Linked DNA regions of Zea mays: region 1 is linked to region 2. A link is a contact called in public Hi-C data. All regions are on one chromosome and are shown on one strand. Each heading gives the region's core, a stretch centred on a gene start, on an enhancer-like site or on the middle of the called end of the contact. The rest is flanking DNA. Distances are from core to core; before and after follow the strand shown.

Region 1 (4,842 bases), core at 7-2,506, 200 kb before region 2:
TTCATAAATATATTCAATAAGTTTCTGCATAGTGTTATGAAGCACCGGTAATGATTATAGAATAAGAGAACGTTTGACAGAACTACAGAAGTAAAAGAAAAACAAACTTCTGTGTATTTCTAATAAGATAGATGCATGTATAACCACATATTTAGCTTAAATTGGTGTGGATACTTCTTTTTCTGTCAGAGTAAATAAGAAAACATTGAAACCTATAGCACAATAAAAGTAGTGCTCATACCTTTACGACATGGGCAAACCAGTCCACAATATCATTTTCCTTCATCTGTGCTCCTATCTGACAAAGTGATTCCACAGCCTTGTCTCTGACGCAGGTCTCCTCCACAGTACACAATGTTTCCAGTGGTGGAAGCAAAACATGTGCATGCTCTACTCCTCCAACATAAGGAATAAAAACGCCCAACTCTTCTGCCATTGCAAGAAGCACCTCATCTTCATCATCGTTGTTTTCACTAAGGAATGGAATCAGCTCTTTCCTTGTTCTTTCTTCACCCAATGCCCGGGCAATTGTAGAAAGCTTTTTGATGGAGTTAAGGCGCAACTGAATATCTTCATTTTTCAGTTCATCAATCAGTACAGCAATCGGGTAGAGAGGTTCATCAATCATAGCCATTATTATGTTTGGCTATAGATTTTTTCCCAGCTGTAAAATACACCAACAGGGATGAAATAAGTTAGCGTTCATAAACTTAACACAATATTATGAAAGCCAAAATCTTATCAACCATTGACTACAGGACGCCAAATTAGGTCAGCGAGTTTTTAGCTCCTAACAGGGGCGGACACAGCAAAGGGGCATGAGCGTACACATGTACACCCGATAATTTTTCAAAAGGGTTCCAGGTTAGGAACCAACAAATAGCCAAATAGCTTTAGATTAGGGTTTGGGTGCTCGGCTTCGCACGGCAGGAAGTGAAGAAAAGGGATGAGAATACCTGGTGGGTGCTCGTCGCCGGCGAAGAGATCAACGAAGACCTCGGCACCTGGCGTAAGGCGGCGCCAGCGCCGGCGGCCCACTAGTCGTCGTAGAGCGAGGGGGCGAGAGGTGCGCGAGTGAACTGTGCGCGGCAGGGGAATACGGCGAGCGACGGTACGCGATTGAACGTTAGGGGAATGCGGGGGACTGCCGTTCGGGCCGGGGGAAGCTCACACGGCCACACGGGGCCTTCTCCTGAGCCGCATTTGGCTATTCCCTTTTTTTGTTCTTTTTCTTTCACTCTCCTTTTTATTTGTTTGACTCAATTTTATATCATCCTCTCATATCAATGCTGACAACTAAAATATTAGTTTTAAATAACAGAAAATAGTGTTTATATTATTATTATTATTACAGTGTAAATAAGCGGATAGAATTTTCTACATTCTGTAGTAAGATAAGTGTTAGCGACTTTTTGGTAAAACATCAACCATCCCTAGATCTCGATTCCGGGGAGTCGAGACCTTGGCGAGCTCCCTACGAGATGCTAGACGGTCTGCGATAGGTCAACAGACCGTCCGCATGTAGATCACCGTAGAGCAGATAAATAAGATCTTCTCTGGGTGCGTGGACTGTTTGTTTGTAGGCGACGGACTGTCCATAATGGTGCAGAGGGCTTCGTGTAGAAGCTAGATCTCGCATCCCAGAAGGAACCTTGTGGGAAGATAGATCATAGGGTTGCTTCATGATCAACAGGCTAAAACGCTCTAGATGTTGGGCAAGTGGTCCATTTGATATAAGTTATAACTCTATTTTATAAAGATGGTTTGGGATTGCATCTCTTTGGGCCATGGGTATCCGGTCAATATATTAAAATGTATAAAATTGTGGTGTACCTAGCCTGAATAGGCAAATGGATCAGGCATGGAATATGGATTCACTGTCGTACTACACTACACTTGAGCAGAACAACACATCAGCGATGAGTAGTGAAAGTCGCCTAGAGGGGGGGTGAATAGGGCGAAACTGAAATTCTCAAAAATAATCACAACTACAAGTCGGGTTAGCGTTAGAAATATAATAGAGTCCGAGAGAGAGGGTGCAAAACAAATCGCAAGCAAATAATGAAGTGAGACACGCGGATTTGTTTTACCGAGGTTCGGTTCTCGCAAACCTACTCCCCGTTGAGGAGGCCACAAAGGTCGGGTCTCTTTCAACCCTTCCTCTCTCAAACGGTCCCTCGGACTGAGTGAGCTTCTCTTCTCAAATCACTTGGGAATCAAAACTTCCCGCAAGGACCACCACACACTTGGTGTCTCTTGCCTCAATTACAAGTGAGTGTTTGATCACAAGAAAGAATGTCAAAGAAAAGAAGCGATCCAAGTGCAAGAGCTCAAATGAACACTACAAATCACTCTCACTAGTCACTAAGGCTTTGTGTGGAGTTGGGAGAGGATTTGATCTCTTTTGGTGTGCTTTGCAATGAATGCTAGCTCTTGTATAGTGGTTGGAAGCTGGAAAACTTGAATCACTTGAATGTGGGGTGGTTGGGGGTATTTATAGCCCCAACCACCAAACTAGCCGTTTGGTGGGACTGTCTGCCGAATGGTGCACCGGACAGTCCGGTGCACACCGGACATGTCCGGTGCGCCAGCCACGTCACCAATACCGTTGGATTCCGACTGTTGGAGCTTCTGTCTTCTGGGCCCGCCTGGATGTCCGGTGCACACCGGACATGTACTGTTCAATGTCCGGTGTGCCAGTATGGGCGTGCCTGCCTTCTGCGCGCTTCTGGCGCGTATTGAATGCGCCTGCAGGTGACCGTTGGCGCGAAGTAGTTGTTGCTCCGCAGTCGCATCGGACAGTCCGGTGTACACCGGATATGTCCGGTGAATTATAGCGGAGCAGCCGCTACGGATTCCCGAGGCTGCCAAGTTCCAGAGCCGCGTCCTCTTGGAGCACCGGACACTGTCCGGTGTACACCGGACAGTCCGGTGAATTATAGTGCGCCGACTTCTGAAAATTCCCGAGGCTGAGGAGTTCTGCGCGAGGTCCCCTGGTGCACCGGACACTGTCCGGTGCGCCACCGGACAGTCCGGTGCGCCAGACCAGGGAGCCTTTCGGGATGTCTTTAGCTCTCTATTTTGAACCCAACTTTGGTCTTTTTAATTGGCTTGTTGTGAACCTTTGACACCTGTATAACTTATTCACTAGAGCAAACTAGTTAGTCCAATTGTTTGTGTTGGGCAATTCAACCACCAAAATTATTTAGGAACTAGGTGTAAGCCTAATTCCCTTTCAAGTAGGCTGGTGAAAAATACCATAAGATAACTGGAGGTAGATGAGCAGGCGACATTCGTTGAGACACCTTTGAGGCCGATTTGATCGTCCTTTGCCTATGCATATGTTGTCTCCTTCGCGTGGACAACTTTGATTGTTTTGCTAGCCGATTGTGTAAAACGGCCCTTTTATTCATATATTCAAAGAGGTTGATCAAACGTAGGACCAGATTTAGCAGACTTACCTAAAGCCTTGGCCTGGTCTTGCTTCTCGATCATGTTCACCTTCATCGTGTGGGTTGTCGATCTGTTTCTAACAATATTAAATTGTCTGGTTCTAAGTATTGAAGTGTCTGAAGCACTGAACTGTTTGGTGATAACCATTGAATTGTCTGATGTACACCAACTAGGAGAACTCTGCTGGTGTTTTATTTTATCTTGCCCCCGTGAAAGTCACCTGGAGGGGGTGAATAGGCAAAACCTGAAAATTATAACTTTAAACCCGGACTTGATCCCTCGATTAGCGATTAGAACAAGATGAACAATTATCGGAGTATAAAACTAAGTCCTCTGCTTGCAAAGAGTATTGCTTTCAAAGAATGCGGAATTAACAAAAGGCAACTCAACTAAAAAGTTTATGGAGAATGAAGCAAGAGGGCTTAGATAAGAAGAGGAAAATCGCAAGTTCTTTCTTGCAAGGCGTTGCTTCTATATATGAGAATTTAACCCGAAGCAACACAAAGCAATATTAACAAAGAATAATGCAAGGGAACTTAGAGAGGGAGAAGACAAACAAATCACAAGCAATAAACACAAGTGACATGGGTGATTTGTTTTACCGAGGTTCGGTTCACCAAGAACCTAATCCACGTTGAGGAGTCCACTAAGGACGGGCCTTTTTCAACCCTTTTCTCTCTCTCCAACGGTCACCAAGACAGGCGAGTGTTCCTTCTTCTTTATCAACAAAATACTGAAGTCTTCGCAAGACCAACCACAAAGATAAGGGGCTCTTGCTAGCTTTACAATGAATGGGAGTCAAAATTCCACGCTCAAATGATCACAAGATGTAGCACACACTTTCTCTCAATGATTCTCACAAGGCACTATCACCAAATGCACACGAGTACCTCTCTTTTGCTTGATCTCTCTTTTGTGGCACTTGTGAGGCTTTGATGTGGCCCAACTCTTGTGTATGAGATAGATCAATGAATGGAGGTGGTTTGGAGGGCTTGGATATATCTACTATATGTCTTGATATGTTGCTTGGGCTCCCACACCTTGAAATGGCCGGTTGGGGTGGTATTTATAGGCCCCAACCCACCATATAGTCGTTGGACAGAAAGAAACATCTTTCTGTCGACGGGCACACCGAACAGTCTGGTGCACACCGGACACTATCCAGTGTCTGCCACATCAGCCGACCGATGGGGTCTGTAGCAGTCGACCGTTGGGTCCGACCGCTACCCAGACTGTTCGGTGCCCTGGCCACGTCAGTCGACCATTGAGGTCTGCGGTAGTCGACTGTTGGATTCGACCGTTGCCAGACAGTCCGGTGCCACAGCCTGAGAGCGGCCGTTGTGGGCCTCTCTACGCAAACTGCCCAGTGTCCCACCAGACAGTCCGATG
Region 2 (4,625 bases), core at 1,912-4,411:
TTTATAAGTCTTATATGAGTCTTTAGGTCTTCTTTTGAGGTGTTGCATCCTCAGAGCCTCAGTCCAATCCACTTCGCATCTCGTGAACTACAAAACACAAAGACTTGCACAACCATTAGGCCACCGGTTATGTTGATCATCAAACACCAAAATCACTTATCAAATGTGTTAGGGACCATTTTCATTACAGTTGGGACTTTACAAGTGGGTCCTAGCACTCGAGAGTAGGTAGGAGCAACAGTGTGTGACAAAACAGTTGGCATGGAAGCTTGGATGTCTTGTCAAGCATGTCCGTGTCATGACCGGGACGAGGGTATTTATAGGGCAACCAGGTGGGAACATGAGACTAAATACATTTGTACCCCTAGTTACCTGCTACATTCTCGGAATATGCTATTCAATAGGATAATTACAGTATAATACCCTCTCTCGCGTGGTTACACCAAGATATCTACCCGCCATAGGGTCTAGATAGTGGACTATGCTATGTAGCCCACTACATCCTCTAGGACTGATTCATGCCCGCCATCGTGGGGCCTTCACCCGAGAATCTAGGTCTTGACGCCATTGAAGTAGCCCATAGCCTTCGTCGTTGCTGGCTGGTGAGTCGGGAGTCCTCGCATGAACTCGTAGGCTTCACTTTGCCTGAAAGGCGCCTTAGCTGGCCAGGGGTGACAAGCCCTTGAGAGGGTCCTTTGTGTTCGAGGCGCTGAGCCCCCGTGGTGCCCTGCTTTCGCCTAGACAACTCCATGGGTAGGCAAAGGCCTCTATAGAGACAAAGGTTGCGTCGATCGCAGCGACGGCCCTGAGGGGGGCGCGCGGGGCGGTCGCCCCGGGCCCCCGGAATGATAGGGCCCCACCCCTAACACCATATTAGTACATGTATCAATTAAATCGTCAACACAGATTAGTACATGTATCAATTAGACTATTGTTTAGATATTTAAATGGATTGTTTTGAGAATTTTACAGCAGGTCATTTGTAATACATCGGTTTAATATGTCTCGTTATCGCTTTGCTCATTGGTGCCCCATAATCGGTAATAATTCTTTAAGTTTATTCTTGTAACTAAGCGATAACTTCAATTAAGAATTATTTGAGGTCCAAAATGTCTCAAGAAAGACTAAATGGTTTGGCTGTTTTATGCATCGAGAAAATATTATTAGATGAAATTGGTACCGATGCTATCATCAATGACTTCGCTTCGAAACATGTTAGAAGACAATTTTAAGGTTATCACATATTTGTATTTTTTTCTTACGATGAATAATTTTTATGTATTTTTTAAAGTTTATTACCAATATGTATTATATATTATTATTGTAAGGCCCCTGTATTAAATCTGGCCTCGGGCCCCTAATTTGTCAGGACCGTCGCTGGTCGATCGTACAAGATGATCCAAGTCTTTGGATGCATTCGAACACTATGCTCACAGACGATTAGTTTGGGTTCGGGTGTGCTTACCTAAGGGGATGACCGGGGTCTGGTTTGGCCTTCGTCCCAACAATGTTAGTTGTAAGTTCACATAGTTAAAGTCCATAAGCATGTAACATGTAATAATAAAGCTAAACTCATGTACATGAAGGAGTAAGCTTGTTTGAAATATATCTGAAATGAAGAAACATAAACAAGCATATGTGACATATTTTAAGATGGAGTAGAAACAAGTTATGTCACATCATCACACACACATATCATGCATGTGCAACATTATAAGGTGTATAATACAATGCATGAGCATGTGAAAGAGAGTGCATATGAGAGTATCACACATAAAGCACATGACAAATCAAACTCATGTGTATCTCTCATTCGCCCTATCAATAGCATTCTTCCTATCTACATACTACCCTCTCTTGGACCTCTCCCCCTAACACATACTCCCCTCTTCCTCTTTGGCATCAAGCACCAACAGTGACAAAACCTAAGGGTCCTAAGAAGGAAAATAAATAGTTGTGCCAGGTACTAAATGGTGAGGCCTGAGCTCAAACTATATTAGGAGAGTGTCCTGTCTCTAGCGAGGAAGAAGTCATGTATCCACAAAGGATGAGCCCTGTCTCTAGCGTTGACTGGCCAGCTGGTGGAACAAGAGAGATCTACGGGGGAGGGAGTCTGACGAGGCATCTAATCGGTCCTGGCAACATGTTGCAGAAGGTGTCAACTCTTGCGCTAAAGGTACAACAACCATTTGGGGGTGGAGCCCCTTGTCTAATTGGTTGGCATTGTCGGTGTAGGTGGCACAATAGTAATCATCATTATGACAGATAGTGTCAAAAGAGTAGTAACTGGTAGAGCTTGTTACAAGGAAAGCGGACCTCGACCCATTTGATTAACGATTTTTGGTGTTTAGTGATCAACATAACCATTTGAACTAATGTTGTTTGTTAGTGTTTATGAATATAGTTCAAAGGATACATCATGAACTTGGGTGAAGGCAACATGGCGATCAAGAAGATCAACACGTCAAAACAAGATATTAGAAGACTTATTGAAGACCTACAAAGATCTTGGTTCGCTGGCTAACTTGCCACGGTGAGCGAATAAACCTCCCACCAATAACTTTGTTCTTGTCCTTCATATCCCCAAATCAAATGCTTGATGTCTTTAAATTGAACTCCATTAGACTAAGACCATGTCCAGCAGTCCACTCATATGATCACCCAAGACACCGTTCTACATTATAGACTGCACTGTTTGAAAAGTGAAGTTTAAATATGTGTATGTGGATGAGTAAGCGGTTGGAGATAGTCTAACTCTTGAAATATGAGCGTTTCCTATATTTTCTTCCTTATAAAAATAAGCGAGTTTCTAAGAGAACTTTTTAAAGGGCTAGTTTGGTAAGCTCATTTTTCTAAGGGATTTTTATTTCGCCAAAAAAATAGTTTATTTTCTATTGTTAAAATAGGAATCTTTTGAAAAGATAGAGTTTTCAAACTAGTCTGAAATTCATGTATTCTATCTCGTGAAAAGTAGCTCATCCCTGGCATCCCGTCGGCGGATGTCAACCAAACGCCACTACGCCAGCACTTGGACAAAACCAGCAACTACACAGCCACGGTGCCAGTGGCAACCTTCTTCCATGTGGGTACGTGATCGTGTCAGCTCACCAAGCAAGCCCCCGTCCTGTGCAGCTGTGCTGCGTGCCCGACTACACGTGCCAGTTTTGCCGCATAGCTCCACGGCCGAAGCCGAACGCCCCACCAGACCACCCCCACCCGGCCCCGGCCCCCGGGTCCCTGTCTTCCCCGTCTCCGCTTCCGTCCACCTCACGTCGGCGTCTTCCATCGAAGTGGCCTTTTCGGCGGCGAGTGAGAGGGCGAGGAATAAAACTCGCGTCGCGCACGCACCGCAACAATAATATCCTTCCACGCGAATATTCGCCGCTTCCCACCTCCCCCGCCCCGCATATCCTTCCGTCCGTCCGTTCGTCTCCCCCCTTTCCCTTCCCCTCTATTTCACCACCCCATCAGCCGCCCGCCACCGCGACGATCACCGGCGCAATCCGTTCACCCCACCACTCATCCACTCCCCCTCCGCGAATCTCATTTCTTTACTGCGGCTAGGAGGAGGCGGCGGCGGCGATGAAGTTCGGCAAGAGCCTGAGCGGACAGATCGTGGAGACGCTCCCGGAGTGGCGCGACAAGTTCCTGTCCTACAAGGATCTCAAGAAGCGCCTCAAGCTCATCGGCGCCGGGAACGGGGCTGAGCGGCAGCCGAAGCGGGCCCGCCGCGACGACTCCGGGGAGGCTGACGCGGCCGCGGCCGCGGCGGCAATGACGCCAGAGGAGGCGGAGTTCATGCAGCTCCTGGAGGCTGAGCTCGACAAATTCAACTCTTTTTTCGTCGAGAAAGAGGAGGAGTACATCATCCGTCAGAAGGTGCCTGCTCGCCCTATCCGCCCTCCTTCCTCCCCTTGTTTCCCTAATGATTTTCGCGTTCTTTGATCTGATCGGGTTGCTTGGCCGTGGCTGAGTGGAGCAGGAGCTGCAGGACCGGGTGGCCAGGGCGGCCGGGCGGGAGTCCAAGGAGGAGCTCATGCGGGTGCGCAAGGAGATTGTCGACTTCCACGGCGAGATGGTGCTGCTGGAGAACTACAGCGCCCTCAACTACACAGGTAATAAGTCCTCCGCCGCCGCACACTCCCGTCCCGCCGCGTCGCATGTGTTGCTTTCATGTCACTCTTATGGTTGATTAGTTTTCCAGAATTTTGTTGTCTCCGTTGTTGTTTATCTCTTCCTGGTAAGTTTATTGTCTATGTATTTTGTTTTGTAGTAGCTAGTAGCAACTTAGCCTGGACTGTGGCTGTGAATTAGGGATGAAGCCTCTAGATTCCTGGGGCTAACAATCAGTGTTTGCCATAGCTAACATGGGTCAAATAAAGAGACGAATTGCTGTGTTGCTTGTCAGCAAGGGACAATACATGTCAGTGTCGTTGAGTATGCATACTAGTGACTGAGTTGAAATAGCAAGAGTCCATTTATTCTCGCTATTAACAAAGGAATGTTGCTAAAAATTAATCTATGCCGAGAAATTGTGGCCTGCGGTAATTGCGTTGATTTCTCGCGAGAAATTAGCTATATCTCGTACATGAGTGCAAGTACATCTTTTAGTTTGGATGCATCTA

The links. A called contact is a pair of places that touch in the nucleus more often than the background predicts.
Region 1: a contact with region 2 is called in a Hi-C map of tassel, with 4 times the contacts expected there. The contact joins the promoter of LOC100283785 here to the promoter of LOC103638683 in region 2. A contact is called at or near these places in 6 of 25 Hi-C or Micro-C datasets (ear, leaf, tassel and 1 more).

The regions. Positions count from the first base shown.
Region 1 is chr9:94,925,261-94,930,102 of Zm-B73-REFERENCE-NAM-5.0, reverse strand. It overlaps LOC100283785 (Serine/threonine-protein phosphatase 2A 65 kDa regulatory subunit A), which reads right to left and starts at 1,256. Exons shown (of 13, transcript NM_001412582.1): 1 at 957-1,256; 2 at 242-664. The coding sequence starts at 634.
Region 2 is chr9:94,729,305-94,733,929 of Zm-B73-REFERENCE-NAM-5.0, reverse strand. It overlaps LOC103638683 (SPX domain-containing protein 1), which reads left to right and starts at 3,161. Exons shown (of 3, transcript XM_020544011.3): 1 at 3,161-3,879; 2 at 3,983-4,115. The coding sequence starts at 3,583.